Linked DNA regions of Mus musculus: all the other regions are linked to region 4. The links are chromatin contacts, called in public promoter capture Hi-C maps. All regions are on one chromosome and are shown on one strand. Each heading gives the region's core, a stretch centred on a gene start, on an enhancer-like site or on the middle of the called end of the contact. The rest is flanking DNA. Distances are from core to core; before and after follow the strand shown. Region 1 holds the start of Fabp4 (fatty acid binding protein 4, adipocyte). Region 2 holds the start of Impa1 (inositol (myo)-1(or 4)-monophosphatase 1). Region 3 holds the start of Snx16 (sorting nexin 16). Region 4 holds the start of Mrps28 (mitochondrial ribosomal protein S28). Region 5 overlaps Il7 (interleukin 7). Region 6 has its middle 5.0 kb from the start of A930014E01Rik.

The links. Promoter capture Hi-C pulls out the DNA fragments that hold promoters and counts their contacts.
Region 1: a contact with region 4 is called in a promoter capture Hi-C map of 3T3-L1-derived adipocytes, with 3 times the contacts expected there. The contact joins the promoter of Fabp4 here to the promoter of Mrps28 in region 4. A contact is called at or near these places in 6 of 39 promoter capture datasets (the 3T3-L1 cell line, 3T3-L1-derived adipocytes, hippocampal neurons and 2 more) and 1 of 9 other capture datasets (macrophages).
Region 2: a contact with region 4 is called in a promoter capture Hi-C map of pre-B cells, with 10 times the contacts expected there. The contact joins the promoter of Impa1 here to the promoter of Mrps28 in region 4. A contact is called at or near these places in 12 of 39 promoter capture datasets (the 3T3-L1 cell line, 3T3-L1-derived adipocytes, the C10 cell line and 8 more), 7 of 484 Hi-C or Micro-C datasets (CD4 T cells, CD8 T cells, LSK cells and 4 more), 2 of 115 datasets of contacts at active chromatin or transcription factors (astrocytes and fibro-adipogenic progenitors) and 3 of 9 other capture datasets (adipose tissue, liver and macrophages).
Region 3: a contact with region 4 is called in a promoter capture Hi-C map of pre-B cells, with 3 times the contacts expected there. The contact joins the promoter of Snx16 here to the promoter of Mrps28 in region 4. A contact is called at or near these places in 4 of 39 promoter capture datasets (the 3T3-L1 cell line, liver and pre-B cells), 5 of 484 Hi-C or Micro-C datasets (CD4 T cells, Th1 cells, Th17 cells and 2 more) and 3 of 9 other capture datasets (adipose tissue, liver and macrophages).
Region 5: a contact with region 4 is called in a promoter capture Hi-C map of stem cell-derived epiblast-like cells, with 2.9 times the contacts expected there. The contact joins the enhancer-like site here to the promoter of Mrps28 in region 4. A contact is called at or near these places in 9 of 39 promoter capture datasets (the 3T3-L1 cell line, 3T3-L1-derived adipocytes, hippocampal neurons and 4 more) and 2 of 115 datasets of contacts at active chromatin or transcription factors (embryonic stem cells and kidney).
Region 6: a contact with region 4 is called in a promoter capture Hi-C map of liver, with 5 times the contacts expected there. The contact joins the enhancer-like site here to the promoter of Mrps28 in region 4. A contact is called at or near these places in 7 of 39 promoter capture datasets (the 3T3-L1 cell line, 3T3-L1-derived adipocytes, the C10 cell line and 2 more), 1 of 15 datasets of contacts at CTCF or cohesin (large pre-B cells), 1 of 115 datasets of contacts at active chromatin or transcription factors (astrocytes) and 1 of 9 other capture datasets (embryonic stem cells).

Annotation. Positions count from the first base shown.
Region 1 is chr3:10,207,237-10,209,936 of GRCm38.p6, reverse strand. It overlaps Fabp4 (fatty acid binding protein 4, adipocyte), which reads left to right and starts at 1,321. Exons shown (of 4, transcript NM_024406.3): 1 at 1,321-1,498. The coding sequence starts at 1,426.
Region 2 is chr3:10,330,012-10,332,812 of GRCm38.p6, reverse strand. It overlaps Impa1 (inositol (myo)-1(or 4)-monophosphatase 1), which reads left to right and starts at 1,374. Exons shown (of 9, transcript NM_018864.6): 1 at 1,374-1,491. Slc10a5 (solute carrier family 10 (sodium/bile acid cotransporter family), member 5) reads left to right here. Exons shown (of 1, transcript NM_001010834.2): 1 at 1-1,079.
Region 3 is chr3:10,438,441-10,441,390 of GRCm38.p6, reverse strand. It overlaps Snx16 (sorting nexin 16), which reads left to right and starts at 1,261. Exons shown (of 8, transcript NM_029068.4): 1 at 1,261-1,476.
Region 4 is chr3:8,922,590-8,925,365 of GRCm38.p6, reverse strand. It overlaps Mrps28 (mitochondrial ribosomal protein S28), which reads left to right and starts at 1,509. Exons shown (of 3, transcript NM_025434.3): 1 at 1,509-1,779. The coding sequence starts at 1,570. Gm52601 (a long non-coding RNA gene) reads left to right here and starts at 1,794. Exons shown (of 2, transcript XR_003954436.1): 1 at 1,794-1,892.
Region 5 is chr3:7,578,353-7,581,147 of GRCm38.p6, reverse strand. The region is part of intron 2 of Il7 (interleukin 7); the gene reads left to right. Among named protein-coding and RNA genes, the nearest start is that of Gm16685, 33 kb to the left of the region's middle. Within about 2 kb of position 1,532, at least 11 of the 459 cell types and tissues checked have an H3K27ac peak or open chromatin away from gene starts, as enhancers often do. A contact at or near this core is called in embryonic stem cells and stem cell-derived epiblast-like cells, where this site is marked.
Region 6 is chr3:10,291,553-10,294,252 of GRCm38.p6, reverse strand. It overlaps a transcript of Fabp12 not described here. Among named protein-coding and RNA genes, the nearest start is that of A930014E01Rik, 5.0 kb to the left of the region's middle. Within about 2 kb of position 1,347, at least 43 of the 459 cell types and tissues checked have an H3K27ac peak or open chromatin away from gene starts, as enhancers often do.

The DNA.
Region 1 (2,700 bases), core at 72-2,571, 1.3 Mb before region 4:
TGAAAGTTGTTCCCCTGACACTAGCAGATGCGATTAAAAGTTGTTACTGTGAGTTAAATTTATCAAACTTTTACAGTAGCCCATTTTCCTACAGAAAATATCATGTTTCAGAGTCTGTTTCCCCAGACTTTGGGGGCTGGTAGGGACTTGGGAGCAGGTACTTCTCAGCGAGCCCCTGTACAGCAGTCCATCTCTCTCTAACACCCTGAAATGTGGGTGTGCTCGCAGGCACTGGTGTACATGTGAACATCTCCCATCATTCTGCTGTGAGGCAGGGAGGCTGAGAAACTGGATTACTTTATAAAAGCTATCTCAGATGAGTCACTGTGTCAAAGAAGAAAACAGGTTTTGATAATTCATGACCACATTACTTCTGATCATTCACATAAACCCACAATCTTTAGGTCTGCATGAAATTAAAACTTACAATATATTTCAAAAATGAAATGAGGGACATATTTTGCATTGGGACCCATTTTTGAAGGGTCTGTAAAAATGAGTACTACATGGCTATTTACGAATGGGAAGAATAAGGCTTAACTTTTAATGTAATTAAATCTGTGCACTACATTCCTGAGCAATGAGCAGAATGTATTTTAAGTATGTATTAAATATTTGAAATTATAAATCTAGGCCGCTGTAGCCCGCATCCAGAGGCAGGGGCAGCTAGGTTTCTTTGAGTTAGAGACCAGCCTGGTCTAGGTAGTAAGTTCCAGGACTACCAGAGCTGTGCAGCGAGACTGTCTCAAAAACCAAACCAAACCAAAACCCAACCCAAACCAAACAAAGCCAAACAACAACAACAAAAACAAAAAAACCCACCAAAAAAACCAAGGAAACAAAACAACCAAAAATCAAAAAACTAGGCTACTTTAAAATGTCATTATTTATTTTGTTAAAATTCCTGAGATAAACACTATTCTAACAAAAGAGCCATTAAGACTAAGAATCTCTAAGATAGTTTTTATGTTCTCAAATTCAGAAGAACTAAACACATTATTGCAGTATTAATAAAATAAAAACTCAAGATAAGAAGGTCAAATGTGTCCAAGATAATTGTCTCCTCCACAATGAGGCAAATCCATAAGGAATAATGGGGGGAAGTTCAATGCATTAGCTTTTGACAGTCAAAACAGGAACCTTTAAAATACTCTGTTCATGGTTAAAAATAATTTGTACTCTAAGTCCAGTGATCATTGCCAGGGAGAACCAAAGTTGAGAAATTTCTATTAAAAACATGACTCAGAGGAAAACATACAGGGTCTGGTCATGAAGGAAATGATCTGGCCCCCATTGGTCACTCCTACAGTCACATGGTCAGGGCATCTTTAAAAGTGAGCTATCTGGACTTCAGAGGCTCATAGCACCCTCCTGTGCTGCAGCCTTTCTCACCTGGAAGACAGCTCCTCCTCGAAGGTTTACAAAATGTGTGATGCCTTTGTGGGAACCTGGAAGCTTGTCTCCAGTGAAAACTTCGATGATTACATGAAAGAAGTGGGTGAGTGCTGTGGGGGTCGGGGTCCCCCGGGCTGGGGAGAGGGCTTGCAGCTGCCTTGCAGCCCGGGGGGACAGGATGGAGCTGTGGTGGGAGAAAATGCTGCTTCCCGCATGGAGGGTGTATGTAGAAGCCACAAGAAAAAGTCTGTCCTAGAAGTTTTCTCAAAGCTTCAAGCTCGTGATCCCTCCAGGTGAACCCGCAAGAAAGAGTCTACAGGACAATCTTTTACTCTCTGTAGAACGACAAGATGTGGCCTTCTTTGCCAAGCTTGCGATTCTGAGGTTCATTTGGCTACTTGCCTGTTTTCAACATCTCCTTTTACATGAAAAATTTGTAATAATTTAAAGAGAAAAATATTCCTTCCGTTTGTTTTTTTTTTTAAAGGATGGGGGCAACTTTTACTTAAAACTGAAGTCATGATATTGCCCCTCTTAGAAAACAAATCATGTTGGAAAATATATTTTAGCAAATTCTTTTCTGTCTCAATGTCAAGGCCTAAGAATGTGTGATTATTTTACAGTTGACAAAAGCTTGGCTTCCGGAGATACTTTCCTTCAAGGACTTAAAGGTTTCTTCGTTGGTTTAGAGTGATATGTGATGTCATAGATTTGTGAGTAATTCAGAAGGAAAGCAGGGCATGCAAAGCACACATAGAACTTGCCCTTCCCACGATATGGGCTCACAACGGTCTATGTCCTGTCAACACTGCCCACAGGCTGCTGTGTGGCCAAACAGCTTTGCCTATCCGTATAGAGGGGCCATCGCCCAGCCAGCGATGTACTTCATCAGGAAGCGTCTGCTTTGAAGCCCTCTCTCCTGACCTCCCCATATTACAGAGTATCTCCGTTAGGACAGACTCCCCTCAACCTGCAAACCTTCCCTCAGTTATACAGTGGGAACTTTTGGTTGTCTGTCAATATTGTTGTCTTGTTTGCAGACAAGAAGAATATCGGGAATTTCAGCATGACTTAGCCCATCGACTGTTTACTGTTCAGTGTGGTAGTTACTATGCACTGAGCCAGAAATACCAGGGCTTGAGACACTTTTAGCTCTTGACCACTTGAAACATTTCATACTGCTACCATTCCTATCTAAATTATAATGACACTACTTAAGTTGTGAGAGACCCATGATTAAAGGCAGTAGATATTTCCTGAGTGGAACTGGCAACCGTAATTAAGGCAGAGTAGGCAGGTATTGGC
Region 2 (2,801 bases), core at 125-2,624, 1.4 Mb before region 4:
CATCTGATGGAGGAAGCTAGCGATCATTTAATGTAAAGACATCTGATACCTGGTCCCTCATCTGTCCTGCTTTGCAATGTCAGGGGAGGCTCTTTCACTCATACAGCATGCATTTGATAAGATTTTTATTTTCAAACAACTGATAATAGAGGACCCCAAAACCAAGCTCTTGAAGGTCTTTTGTGGAAGAGCAAAAAACCATGAGTATGTGATAGACACCCACATCAGTGTCTTAAGGCAGCAGGCTTCAGAAGAGTAGACTCATTTTGTCTTTGTGGGTTTATCAATCCGATTTGCTGTCCCTGCCACTCATCTCTGAGACATGTTACATGTTGTTGATAATTTCTTGTTTTGATTCCTGAGAACCAATCACTTCACAAGTAATTATGCCAGGGCATTGTGGTCATCTTGTGGGTAGGTCATCTGGATAGAGTTCCACTTAAAAGTAACATACTTACCATGGTACTGTTCCACGTGAGGAAACATTTTAAGAACCATAAACTAGCCTTTGTTGGTCATCCAGAGCAAGTGGTTGAGCCATGAAGATTCTCTGCGGATTTTGGAGTCAGGGTGCTATGCTCTTGTTGTGTGAGTTTGGGACAAATCCCCTGACTTCTCCAAGCTTTGTTTTCCTCATCTGTATTGTGCAGGGACTCTTCATGAAACCGTTCTAACACTTATGTTTAAGCACGTAAGAGCACAAGTGCTGTCTGGTGTGGTGGCAGGTGCCTGTAGCCCGAAAGTGGAGGCAGGATGCTCAAAGACTTCAGAAGCCAACCTATGCTACATAATGGAACACTGCTAAAAATCGACGCCTTTGAAAGCGGCTCAAAGACAGGGTGCTTGTATAGTATTTACAAAGCCTATGGTCCTTAGTATTGAGGGCTGCAGGTGCGGAGAGCAACTGCCTGCCGCCGTCAAGTCCACAACAAACAACCTGTATCTAAGTGAATTATGGAGAAGAGAGTTGGTGCAAAAAATAAAAATAAAAATCTCCTTTAGGCTTACAGGTTTAACAAATGAGAGTGCCCAATGACAGTCACAACTCCAATTTAGCTGTAGCCGAAGAGCAGAATGGGAAATGGGAAAATATAAACTAATAAAGAAATTTAACTAATATAATTTATATATAATTTAATATATAATATATAATATATTATATATATTTAATTTCACTAATATATAACATATATGATATAAACTAATAAAAAAATAAACTAATAAAGACAAAAGTGGAGATTTGAAAACGGGATTCTTAGAGAAGAAAGGGTATGCAGGAGAATGCCAGAACACGGTAACTTCAACCGGACCAGCCCTTACAAAGGCAAATTCGGCCCGGCTTACACCTCCAGTCTGAGCGAAGACGTGAAGGCGGGGTTTTAATGGGGCGGGACTTCCTGTCGGAGCAATCCCCGTTACCTCCGGAAGAGCCGAAGAACCGAGCCCTCGGACGCCGGCGGTTGAGCATCGATCGCGGTGCGCTCGCGCGAGGTGAGTCGGTTCTGTCCCTGGCTTCCGTGCAGCGTTATTCGGTGGCCGAGGCGGGGGGTTGTGCGGGCTGCAGACAAGCTCTCCCCATGCTGGGCCGGGGCGCCTGCCGGGCCCTCCTCCCGGCGGTGCTCTCCGTAGCGCTCCGGAAACAGCCGAGCGGGTTCGCCAGGCGGTCCTCGATCTCTGAGGTTCTGTGTCGCAGAATGAGCCCGGCTCTGCCCAAGCCCTCAGGGCTCTACACGGCAAGTTCCCTGGCTCACGAATTTACAGGATTAGGGGTGAACAAGACCAGGTCCGGTGATGTCCTGCGTCGGGAGCGGGGCCTGTATAGGATAGAAACAATTTTAAGTCTGTATGATTTTGTTCCCAAAGTGAGGGTGATAGAATATGACCCCCGTGAAAACAAGTCTTGAAGCAAAGGTCTTTGAAATAAAAGGGTTTATTGAGCCATTAATATATATCAGCTAGGAAATGGACCAAGACTTGGGGCACATTTTGTAAACTACCAGCAACAAAGCTAAAAAAGTGCCTCTGATGAGCTAACGCTATAATTGAATTTCAAGGCACAGGCTTTTAAAGTCTCTATTCTTGCCCCCCACCATGCTCCACAAAGCCAGAACAAACCCCAGAGAACTGTTACCTAATTAACTTCCCTTGTGTCTTCCCTCTTCTGGACCTCTACATTTTAGGGCACCTCAGAAATTTTTATTTATCAGCCTCCTTTCCTCAAGGAATATTAGAACTGATTAAGAAGATGTAGCATGCATTATAAATGACCAAATGTTGCATAGCAACAGCAGTTTTTCTGCAACTGTCTATTGCTTGATATCTGTTGGGTTGAAGATTCGATGGATGGCTTTTGAAACAGTCCTGGGGAGTCAGGAGGTGTTCTGTTCATGTTGTCACAAGGTAAAGTGTGAGTGGCTTGAGGAAGCAAGTGGTGAGGAGGCAAGCCCAGCCCAAGAATGTCCAGTTGTGACAGAATAGAAGAGAGCAGTAAGAACAAGTGTGACCAAGTTTGGAAAGCATTCTTGAAGAGCTGTAAGGAGTTTATTCTATAACTCAAAGCGCCTTTTATATGCTTGCTTGGACGCTTGGATCACAGGAAAAGGCGCTTAGGCGTGAGGGCAAATGTCTGTAATCCCACCAGCATTCTGAAGACTAAGCGAGGATGCTCAAAGCTTGAAGCCCACCTTATATCAATAAGAAGGAAGGTGAAGCCGTAGCCAGCAGCATCTGGTTGTGTCTGTCTGCTCTGTGTCCCTGCGCTTCTCCGTGTACCTGACGCTCTTACAGGGGAAGCACAGGGT
Region 3 (2,950 bases), core at 12-2,511, 1.5 Mb before region 4:
CTTATTCTGTAAGCTGTGTAAACAGTTCATTTCTATTGTGGACCACTGCATAGAGTGTAAACTAAAAGTCTATAAGTAGGAACCGGCCAGTATATATATAGATTATATTGTATATATAGATTATGTTGTAGCCCTTATCTGACAACACACAGAATGTTCTTCTTTGATTACTAAAAATGTCTAGTTATCTCCTGAAAGTAAAATCTAGCCATTTATCAATACCAGAAAATATGCGATATATACATATGTATATATGTATATGTTTGTATATATGTATATCCTGTTATGTTCCACTCAATAATCTGAAAAAAAATTACTCAAACAGTTCCAACAACCTTTACAAGATCTTCATCTTTCTTCAAACTATGCTACCTGTACACTCTTATTTCTTGAGCGCTTTTCTTTCCTTGGCCCCTGGAGCCCTATTAAGAAAACTATTCCAAGGTTCATTTTTCTTTGCCTTACTTTTTTCTTCCCTTTATTCAATTATATTAATTCAAGGACAAAAAGGGCAATTTCATCCTGAAAATATCTTTATGTTTTCAACGAATTCTGTTTATCTCATACTTATTTCTCCAATAAAAGCTACACCTATGTCAGAAATCACATTATCATTTTGGAATCACCACTCTCAATTTTCCCCTTCTAGGTATCGCTCCAAAGCCCTAGAAATCATTGAATGATCTTTAAATAAGACAACTCGATTGTACTGACAAATGGTTCTGTAAACTTTGATATATAATATTAAATAATAGTGTTGCTGAAACACTAAAGGTTTTCAAATTAGCAAATCTAAGCAGCCTAATACTGTTTTCACTTGGGCTAAATTCAGAAATTCAGGCATTCAGGAATCTTTACCATAGTCCTAAATTACAGGGACAAATACACAATAAAATAGTGTTCTATCTGCCTACTCTTCAAATCAGTTGTCAATCCATCAAAGAAATGCTAATTATGGAAAATGACTAACCTTCTAGACCTCCCCCCCCAACCAGTGATAACTACAAGTCCCATGATGCAAAGCTCTAGCCCGAACTTATGCTAGCCAAAGTGCCTTCTGGGAATTGAAGTCTTCTCTTCATCTACTTGGCAAACTAGATATTGTAGCCCCATTTCTCAGAAACTCCCTAGTAATAAAGCCTGTGGAAAAAAAACTGTCGATTCCCTGTGATAAAATTAGATTTGTTCGGGCCACTGCAGAGACAGGGACCAGCAATCCCAGTGTGGGCCTCCGGGGGCGGTGCCGTGCTGTGACGTCACTTCCTGGAGCGGCATACCTCCCCCTCCCACTCGAGGCCGTCCCTTCCCTCGGTTCGCGGGAACCTGGCTGGGTGGCTGTGCCCAGGCACCGAGCGGCTGCTCCGGGGCGGAGGGTCACGTGAGGAGTCCGAGTGCCCGGGCAGGACGCGACCCGCCGCAGTCCAACAGGAGCCGCCTTCCTTCCCCTGACGGCGTGGGGTCGCGGAGCGCGCCGAGGTAGGACGCGGGGACACCTGCCGCCTGGACGGCGGGCGGGCGCGCGGGAGGCTGCGGGGCGCGGGGGAGCCTGGACCCCGCCGCACCCCTGGGCGCGCCTGGCCCGGGAGGACTGCAGGTGCGGGAGCCCGGCCTGAGGGCTCGCGGCCCGCGCGGACCGCGTCGCCCTGCCAGCTTCCCCGGGCCTGCGTTCCGCCACCGTGCTGTCACCCTCCTCCCCAGGTAGCGCGGGAGCATCCTCCTGGGTACGAGGTCAGGCGCCCCCGAAGAAGGCGACACGCCCTCCCTCCGCCGCTCGGCGCTCCCGCGGGTGGAAGTCCCCGGGCGCACCCCGAGGCCGCCCTTGGCAGCCCGGGGCCTCAGGTGGCAGATGTCAGAGGCCAGCGCCGGAGCTACGAGAATCCTGCGCGGTTCTTCTGGGGAGGTGCGGGGTGGGGGTCAGGATTCACCCAAGGGGTGAGTCCGTAGCTCAAGTTTCTTGAATGTTCCACAATAAGGAAGGTTGCACTGGCCGCGTGAGGTTAGACACCCTGTTTAAACTTCCTACATCCAGAGGGGACAGCTTGCTAAGAGGACAGTAAATAAAGTTGGGCTGGTAGACCCCCTGTTGCTGTGTATAAATAGACCTGTCATTTCTCCTGGTCGCTACTTAACATTTCTGAGTTTATTACTTAACGTCGTAATGGTAAGTCATTACTTCTTTATTCTACAAAATTATTCAGACATACAATATAACCATCTTTTGGACCTTAGGTTATTGAGAATGAATAATCTAGAATCAAAAAGCAAAACTTTTAATGATTTAATTTGATTGACTGTAAACCTGATACCTTCCCCCCCCCTTTTTTTTCGTTAACTTTACCAAGTTTGCATTTGAAATATATTTGATGCTAAGTTTAAAAAAAAATGTTACTTTCAAGACAGTTGTTGCTGGCTTGGTAGTACAGGTGTGTATCCCAGCACCTATGGAGGCTGCAAGATCAAAAGTTCAAACCTACCTAGGCTACTTACTTAGCAAGTTCACAGGCAACAACCTTGTAAGACCCTGCCTAAAAATTAACATATTTTTTAAGGAAGAGGTTTAGAATGCATGCATAGCATTGCAAATCTCAATCAAAGTAAAAGAGCATTCCTTAGTAATAATCAAACTTCGGACTGACTATGATTAGCCTGTGTAAATCCTTGGGAGTTTCAGTAATTCTATAAAAAAGTAAAATGAATGACTTTTTTCCTTCTTCTGTTCCTATGTTGCATATAGTACAACCAGGACGACAAAACTTCTCCTTCTGCTTCCATTTTTTGAGTGGGAGTAGACAGGAAATATGTTTGAATGTATGTTAGGATTAAGTCCATTTAAAATGAATATTGCAAAAAATAAAGAAAAGTAGACCAAAGGGAAAAAAAAAGAAGAAATATGTATATCATAAGGGTCAAGAAAAGAGATGTAAAATAAGTTTGTTCTCCTAACCATGTA
Region 4 (2,776 bases), core at 260-2,759:
ACTTCTTAAGTTGGGAGCTTCAAGACGAGTCCACTGAGCGTACATATATCACTAGGAAGACTAAGAGCCCCTCCCCATGGCGCTGCCTGGCTTTCAGGGTTATTCACTAGCTTAGGCAACACGAATATAACATGTCTGTTGGATTTAAAGATGGGACTTCATTTGTTCTGTTCATCCAGATGGAGGGTTTATCCTGAAGATTGAACCTAGGGCCTTGCCATGCCAGACAAGCACTGGAAGTGATACAGTTTAAGTTTGCAAAGCAGTTCTTTAAACTTGGCACTGCTGAGCAGCTTGCTTTCCCAAGCAGAAAAACCAAATCTGCACGGGGATACTGGATTGCCCAGGATGAAAGTTCCTTACTTGAGACTGCTGAGGGCTCTTAAAGGGAGCTCTACAATTTGCTACACTGTTTCCGAAAGGAACTGAAAGTGGTAGTAGCCATAGAGATTGACATTTTCGACAAGAATCCACTTAAGTGTCAGCAGAAATGAGCGTATGCAGAATGAGATCTCACTTGAAGCGGAATCTACTTTTCAGGCTCCTACTGAATTTGTGAGATACTCCCTACAGTGACTAGTAATGCGGAGTGGTAAGTTATCCACAAAACTATGCATCATTCTAAGGTCAAAATAGACCTGCAGCATTGAGGAAGACTTACACTAAGAGTCAAAGACATAAAAGAGGTTCTGTCCTGGCCCTGGTAGTGACAGTACTTGTAAAGTCCCATCATTCAGGGAGAAGCAGGAGGGTCAGATGATGAGGGTCACCCTCAACTACGCAGTGAGCTCAAGGCCAGTATGGGTTACATGAGACCTCGATAAGGGGAAAAAAGATATTTATGTACAAATGACATAGAAAACTGACACCCGCCCTTGGATTTAGTAATCTGTAGGTTAACATTACATTGATTAGACTAGTGGTCCACTTAAAAGGCAAACACTTTTGCAACTAGGTTCGATTCTTAAGTGGATGGACAAATTCTGGGGATTTACACTGGGGAGAAACAAACAATATCAAGTGTTTGGGTATGGGAGCGTGGAAGTGCTACGCCTGAGCATATTTCTGAAGCTTAATTCACAGGAAATGATGGTAGCTAGCTAGGATAAAACTTCTGTTGGGTTTTGTAATGCATGTGACTGGCAACAGAAGTGGCCAAGGACAGACCTACCATCAGTTTTAGGAACAACTTTGTGCCCATTTGCAAAGGCAATCTCTCCTTCCTTCCTGGAGTTTACAAAACTGGAGGGTGAACACTAAGAATTATTTCAAATCTAAAGCATGACGCATTCGAAAGTGCTGAGTAACGAAGGCACAGGAGGTGCTGGTGAGCATAGGGCTTCCAACTCTAACAGGATAACGAAGGAGACCTCTGAAGACCGTGTAGTACAGCAGCTGTAGCGTCACCCCGTCCCTCAGGAGGCATGCGCTCTCTGGCGTCCGCGGGAGGCAAGCTTTAAACTACCGGACTAGTAGGCTCGCCTGGGATTAAGGCGGTAGGCGGGGCTCTCCTCGGCCCGCCCCCTGACCTGCAAGCGTGCAGAAGAGGTCAGAGGTCGCGCAGGCGTCATGGCGGCGCTGTGTAGGTCCCACGCCGGGACTGCTGGGAGCCGTTTCTTGAGAGCGCTTGTCTTCTCCAAGCCTTTGCGAAATGCAAGCACGGAGAGTGGTTCCGAGAGCGCAACCCACGACTCCTCCGCTCCTCGGGCGCGTTCAGGCGGCTTCGCGAGCGCTCTGGAGCGACACTCGGACTTGCAGCGGAAGGCGGAGCTCCGACTGGTAAGCAGGCCTCGCGGCGCCACGTCCGCACGCCGGGCCGAGCGTGGGGAGGGGCTAAGCCCGGGACGCTGGGAGGAGCCGGCGTGGTGGGGCGGGAGCCCGTCGGTGTTGGGGTGGGGCTCAGGCGGCGACTCCAGGGAGGGGCCAGCGTGGGTTGGGGGTGAATTCTGTCCTTCTTGTCATGGGCTATGCCGGTGACTTAGGGATGAGGAGAGGAGCGACTGGAGCGGCGGGGGTAGCTTTCTACCCTTGACCTGCAGCAGAGCGTGTGATTAATATTTTCTTCCTTTTCCATGGCTTTTACGCTCCTGTGGGTTCTCTCTGCATACCTTTGTGACACATTCTGGGCCAGGTATCCATCGGGTTTGTGGGGCGACCCGTCAGACTTGGAGGAAAACGACTCCAGGTCTTAGCCTTGCCACAAGGCGGCTCGAGGCCTGTCACAAGCATCTTAATTGAATTGACACTTAAAGCTATTGTGAACTGGGCGTATGATTTAAACTGTCAGTGTTTCACTTTCCTTTATTGCAAGTGACCTTTTATTTTAAAAATATAGTTTTTTCCCCCTTTGTGTAAAACATTGTAAAATAATTTAGATACATGAAGTAGTGCAAATACAAAAGGCTGGGATTTTTAAAAATTCTGAGACTCGGGTATACATGAGGTTGGGTTATATAAGAAAAATCTGAATTTCCAGTTTTTGTTCTCTAGTGGGTATTGCTGAACAGTACACATGTAGCTATTTCTCAGGATTGTAGGGTCATCTTAGTTTTGAGTGCCAAAACTTTTCTTTGATCTAGTGATGGGAAGGACCCCAGGACATAGTTTTGAGATTTTTGCCACATGTAGTGGCTTAAAACACAAATTTTTACTTATAGGGCACTAGGAGTTCTTTTAAAATAAGAAAATGAAAATATAAAAAGATAACAAAAACTTAACATATTAGAATTGGACAAAACAAATAGAATTTAAAGAGCTCAAGAGAGGTGGAGGAAAT
Region 5 (2,795 bases), core at 283-2,782, 1.3 Mb after region 4:
CTCTAGGTATGTGACAAGATACATTGCTTTTCTTTCTTTCTTTCTTTCTTTCTTTCTTTCTTTCTTTCTTTCTTTCTTTCTTTCTTTCTTTCTTTCTTCCTTCCTTCCTTCCTTCCTTCCCTCCCTCCTTCCCTCCCTCCCTCCCTCCCCCTCTCTCTCTCTCTCTGTCTCTCTCTCTCTCCCTCTCTCTCTCTTTCTTTTTTGAACCAACACGTTTCTAGTAATTGCCTAGAGCAGTCATGAGAAGTGGATTCATTCTCCCATAAAGTGGAGGCATTGCTAAGTAATATCTGAACAATATCTAATCAACTTTAGCATTCATTTATAAAGTCAGAAGTACTATTTGTTGATTCCAACAAATGTGAATAAATTAATAATAAATGAACAAAGCATAAGTAAAGTAGAAAAATTGGAAAAAGAATGATTAGGCCCAAAGAGAAGGCTTACTGGGTAGAGGTACTTATGTGGAGGCCTGCAGACACAAATTCAGTCCCTGGGTCTCACAAGGAGACAGAAGAAAACTCTCAAATGGTGTCCTCTATTTTCCACACATGTGCTAGTGTAAGCACACACCTGTACTCTTCTACATGCATGTACTAAATAGATTTTACCTATAAAACCAGTCAAAAATGCTAACATTTTTTCTTATTCTCCCTAAGAAACTAACAGAAAATGAGCCTAGATTAATATCAGAGAAGAAAATATGGAAAAATTGTGAGGTCTTTGCATTTTCAGGGAAAAATAAAGACTGAAATATAAACTTGTCATTAGTGCCTTGATAAGTAAGCATATGTAAGATTTTGTAGAAAACACACATAAAGCAAAAAATTAGAGGATAAATACACTTAAAAAGTGATGAAGGTATAGAGGTATAACTGATACAGTTGTTTGGAAGACCTTGGAACTTTGGACAAGAAAAGTTGGTTAAATAATAAGTGGGGCATAATGGGCCTAGGTCATAAAAGCATGAAAAATAGTGCTGAGGACAATTTGGACTACATAGGCACTGGTGAAAAGAAGAGTATCAACTGGATTAGAGTGCACTCTCCCTATACTTTGGCAGAGAATGTGGCTACTTTCTGCCAACAAATCCACCTGTGGTAAAATGGAATTTTCTACTAATATCATTGGCAGAGGAGACTTCAAGACAGCCTAATATTAATTGTGCCAAGTAGTGATTTTATTCATTCTTATGCACATCTACAGTGAAGAGAAACAAACAAGACAAAGAGAAATTCAAAATGTAAAGTTTGGGGAGAAAAAGAGAAGCAAGACATTTGGTACTGGAGCTTATTCATGGAAGAAGCTTAAAGGCCTGATGCTGGATAGAAAAAAGGGAGTAGAAACCTCTGGGCAAGACCCCAATAACCTAATCCTGTGACCAAGGAAAACAAAGACCTGAAAGTTTTCTTTGTCCTAAACAACAATGGAAAGCTTATGCAAATGTAATTCAAGGAGGGGACAGGTTCCAGCTCCAGCAGGCAGGAGAAGTTGGCAGCTTCAGCTATGTAGCTTTGGCTTTAGAATTAAGTGGGACACAGGAAAGGTATTGTGGAATGTTCCACGGTTTAGGAAAGCTATTACTAAAGTAAAGGTTCATGGCAGTAGGTCTTTGCAGGAAAGTCCAGGAAAGCCATTGTGTAAAGCTGTGAATGTAAAGGATGGATTGTGATGGAGATCTACCAGTGCTGGAAAAGTCACAGTATGTTGTATCTGCCAAGGAGAGAAGCTCCAGGCAGGATGTGGAACCAGCCCAAGATTGTTAAGTGTGTTTCTATCAGCAAATCTGGGAAGTGTGGGAGATATGAAGAGCTATCTACTCAGCCCTTTGACATTAGGAGTTTGTCCTACTGGATTTCAGCCTTGCTTTGGTCCAGTGCTTCATTAATAAGTTCCTGCTCCTCCCCTTTGAAATGGTAATGTATATTCTGTACCACTGTATGTTGGAAGTATGTGGTCAGCATTTTGCTTTTTGTTTTTATGGGGTTTTACAATTAAGAAATAGGCTTAAGTCTCAAGGACACTCAGGACTTTGGTATTGTAAGCTGTCTTGAAAATAAAAGACTATGGAGACTTTTGAAGTTGGCTGATGCATTTTACATTCTGATATGACTAGAAGCCTATGGGGGCCAGGGAGCTGAATGTAGTAGTTTGAATGAGAATGGCCCCATGGTCTCATGTATTTTAATGTTTAGTTCCAAGCTGATAAAATTGTTTGGGAAGGATTAGGTGTGGCTTTGTTGCAGAGATGTGTCACTGAGGGAAACTTAAGAGTTCAAAAGCCCATTCTAGGCCCAGTCTCTGCCTTTGTCTGTGGATCTTAGTTAACATTCTACTGCCATGCCTGAGTGCTTCCTGCCATGATAATCATGGACTATATCTCTAAAACTGTAAGCAAGCCCCCAGTTAAATAATTTCTTAGAGTTACCTTGATCTGGTGTCTCTTCACAGCAATAGATCAACAATTAACACAAGAAAGTTAAGTATGTAATAGAAAACAAACAAACAAACAAACTGCAAGGTGCAACCTAATGAAATTGAGACCTTTTCTAGGAGCAATTCACATCATAGATCATAGTGATTTGGACTTTTATATTGTGGGTTTTCCATATTTATAATAAACTGGAAATATGTTTACATGAACCAACATGCCTGTAGGAATCTATTATTTTGACATGTGTTAAATCAAGAAGTTGTTTTCTTCTGTTATGAATTCATATTCTGGGCTGCTATTGATAGGTTTGCTTCAGAAGGCAGCCGTGACATCTTACATGTTCATGTCAAAGGGACACTAT
Region 6 (2,700 bases), core at 98-2,597, 1.4 Mb before region 4:
AGGCATCTCTGATATGAGCCCTTAGTTGCAACATCCCGGACTGCGATTATGATTTGACAAAATTTAAAAATAATTAGACTAAGAACTAAACCCAAAATGTGGTGACCACTCCCAGTCCCTTCTCCATCTCAGAGGAAATATCAACTTTATCTTCCAAAGACTTCTGAAAGAATGTGTGTGAACAGCAAAGATACTGAAGTGGCTAACGGACAAGAACACATGCAGAATCCATGCAGTCAAATCAAAATTACACGTTACTATATGCGATCATGTCTCAAAGAAGCAAAATCAAACCAAACAGCACCAGATTAAGTGACCTCAACAATCCCAGTACTTGGGAGACAGACATACGGGAATCACGAGTTGATGGCCAGCCTGGGCTACATACAGAGACCTTGACTCAATCAACACAAAGCAAAATTGGGCAAATATTTAGCATCACGTAGAGATTTTTTTCTCCCAAAATCAAAACAGTGAGCAGATTTTTGAAAATCCATTATGTCAGACTTGGGAATTGTTAGGCGATAACAGGAAGTTATCAATACTATTGTCAATAGTCTTGGGAATTGTTGGGAGAGAGCAGGGAGTAAACTTTAAGTCAGGGTCCTTCTATAAAGCCTAGTACAAGTTACGCACACTGCCTTGGGTTTGTTAGGAGTTTCATAGAATACAAAGCAATACTTGAAGTGACCTTGAGGTTTTGCTGGTATTTGCAGGGAGCAGAGCAGCATTTAGAAGAGCAGAGCTTTGGCACCAAGCTTAGCATCTGTACATTTCCAGCTGTGTGACTTTTCCTCTTTGAAACTAAGTTGCTCCAAAAATAGGGTAGGCTCTTTGAAGACAGTTTGTAATGGTAAATTCAAAGACTAGAACTGCCCAGAGAGAATCTGGATAGTTCTGAGAGGAACAATGGGCTGTGATTTTTTTTTTTTTTAATCAAGGGCTAAAAGAACCCATCTAGTTTCCAGAAGTCTTTGCAGTAAGCATTGGTGGTCCACTCCCGTAAGCCCAGTAGCTGGAAGGTGGCGACAGGGGGAGCAGGAGTTCAAGCTTATCTCTGAGAGGTCAGAGAGTTCTTGACCCTCCTGGGACACACACAACTGCCTGCCGGTAAAGACCAGATCTCCCAAATCAAGAAAATCCCAAGGGAACTCAGCCTTCGGAGTGAGCTGGTCAGGAAAAAGCCTGCCTGGTTCCTCCCGCCTTGCTCTGCCCATACACAGATAGATGGCAGCACCATTTTAGTTTCCTTCACAACCAAGAAGAAATGAAGGCCCGAACTGCCCAGTCACCTGCTCTCTCCAGAACATGGCAGAGTCACATGGCTCCTACTGTGGGTGCCAGCTCCTGTGCCTCCAGGCTTAAAGCCGAATTAACCTCACCACTTTTGAATCTGGCTGCACTACAGAGCCTCACCATAAACCACAGGGTGAAAAACCTGCTTGACAACCATCTCAAAGCTACGCAAAGCCTCTTTTTAATAAATCAGCATTTTAAATACCAGTACACTTTAGAATCTAATCTACAGTGAGTGCCAGGAGAGGGAAAGATTCGCTTCCCTTTTTGTCAGTAGCTCTGCCAAAACTCAAGCCTAGGCTAGTGCGGAGCTCTGATCCACTTTCAGAGAAAGTTCAGAAAGAGAAATAATCACTCTGCTTTAGAGCTTGGGAATTCAGAACAATTATGATTTGCCAAAGACAAATAATGAAAATAGATCGGAACTTGGGAGGAAAAAAGAAAATCTGTCAAACTCTACTAAACTTTGTGGCTTGCAATGTCTGCTGAAAGATAACAGTGTTCTCAGAAAAGACAGAGGTTGAGGTGAACAGCCCCCTGTGATGACGTGTGTGACCATCCCCTTTGCCATTGTGACCCAGTGTCACTGCAAAGGAGTTTGGCTTCACCAGGCCATGTAGATGGCCTGGGGAGTTACTGTTGCAGGGGACTTGTTGGGGTTTAACATGGACTGGGATGTCACAGTGTCCTGCTCTTGGAGCCCCCATGCCCTTCCCAGCTGGGGCTCCTGTGGAAACTGACCTAGTTGAAATCTGAGTTTCTGTAAGATGGAGAGAATGGTTCTTTGTTACATTGTTGAGGCTAACCCAGACAATGACCTTGAAGCCCAGGACAGGGCCTCCTGTGCAGCTCCAGGGGTGCAAGGAACAGATAGGAGTGGGAGGCAGGGACAATTTGGACTTGATTTTTTTTTTTTCTCAAAATGAGAAATTGAGTCACTCAAATGGAGAAAAAAAATCGACTGCGGTTTGGCTAGGATGAGAGTGGCGGGATGAAGAGATGAACGAGCACACTATTTCCCATACACTAGTGTCTGAGCCTTGCATTCCAACAACCGTCGGAACTCTGCAGGACTCCACTGTGCTCCTCAGTTATTGTTGGGCCATATAGCAATGAAATTCTTCCTCCTGCTGTGGCGTTTAGGAGAACCCTTCTCCTTTTCCCGTCCAGGGAGCAGGAACGGTGGTCTCACGGGGCATCGGGGACTCTCAGGAACCCCGCAGCCGGCGCTGTCTAAGAGGATGAACTCTGAGAGCAGGAAGGACTTCTCTGGGTCAGCTCAAGTAGGGCTGGTTAAGGCCCCGCCACCCACAGCCACTGTACGCAGAAATCAAGGTTCCTGGCAAAAGGAGAGGAGCCTCATGGGATCATGTGACAGAGTCTGTCCTGTCATGTTCCCCTAGC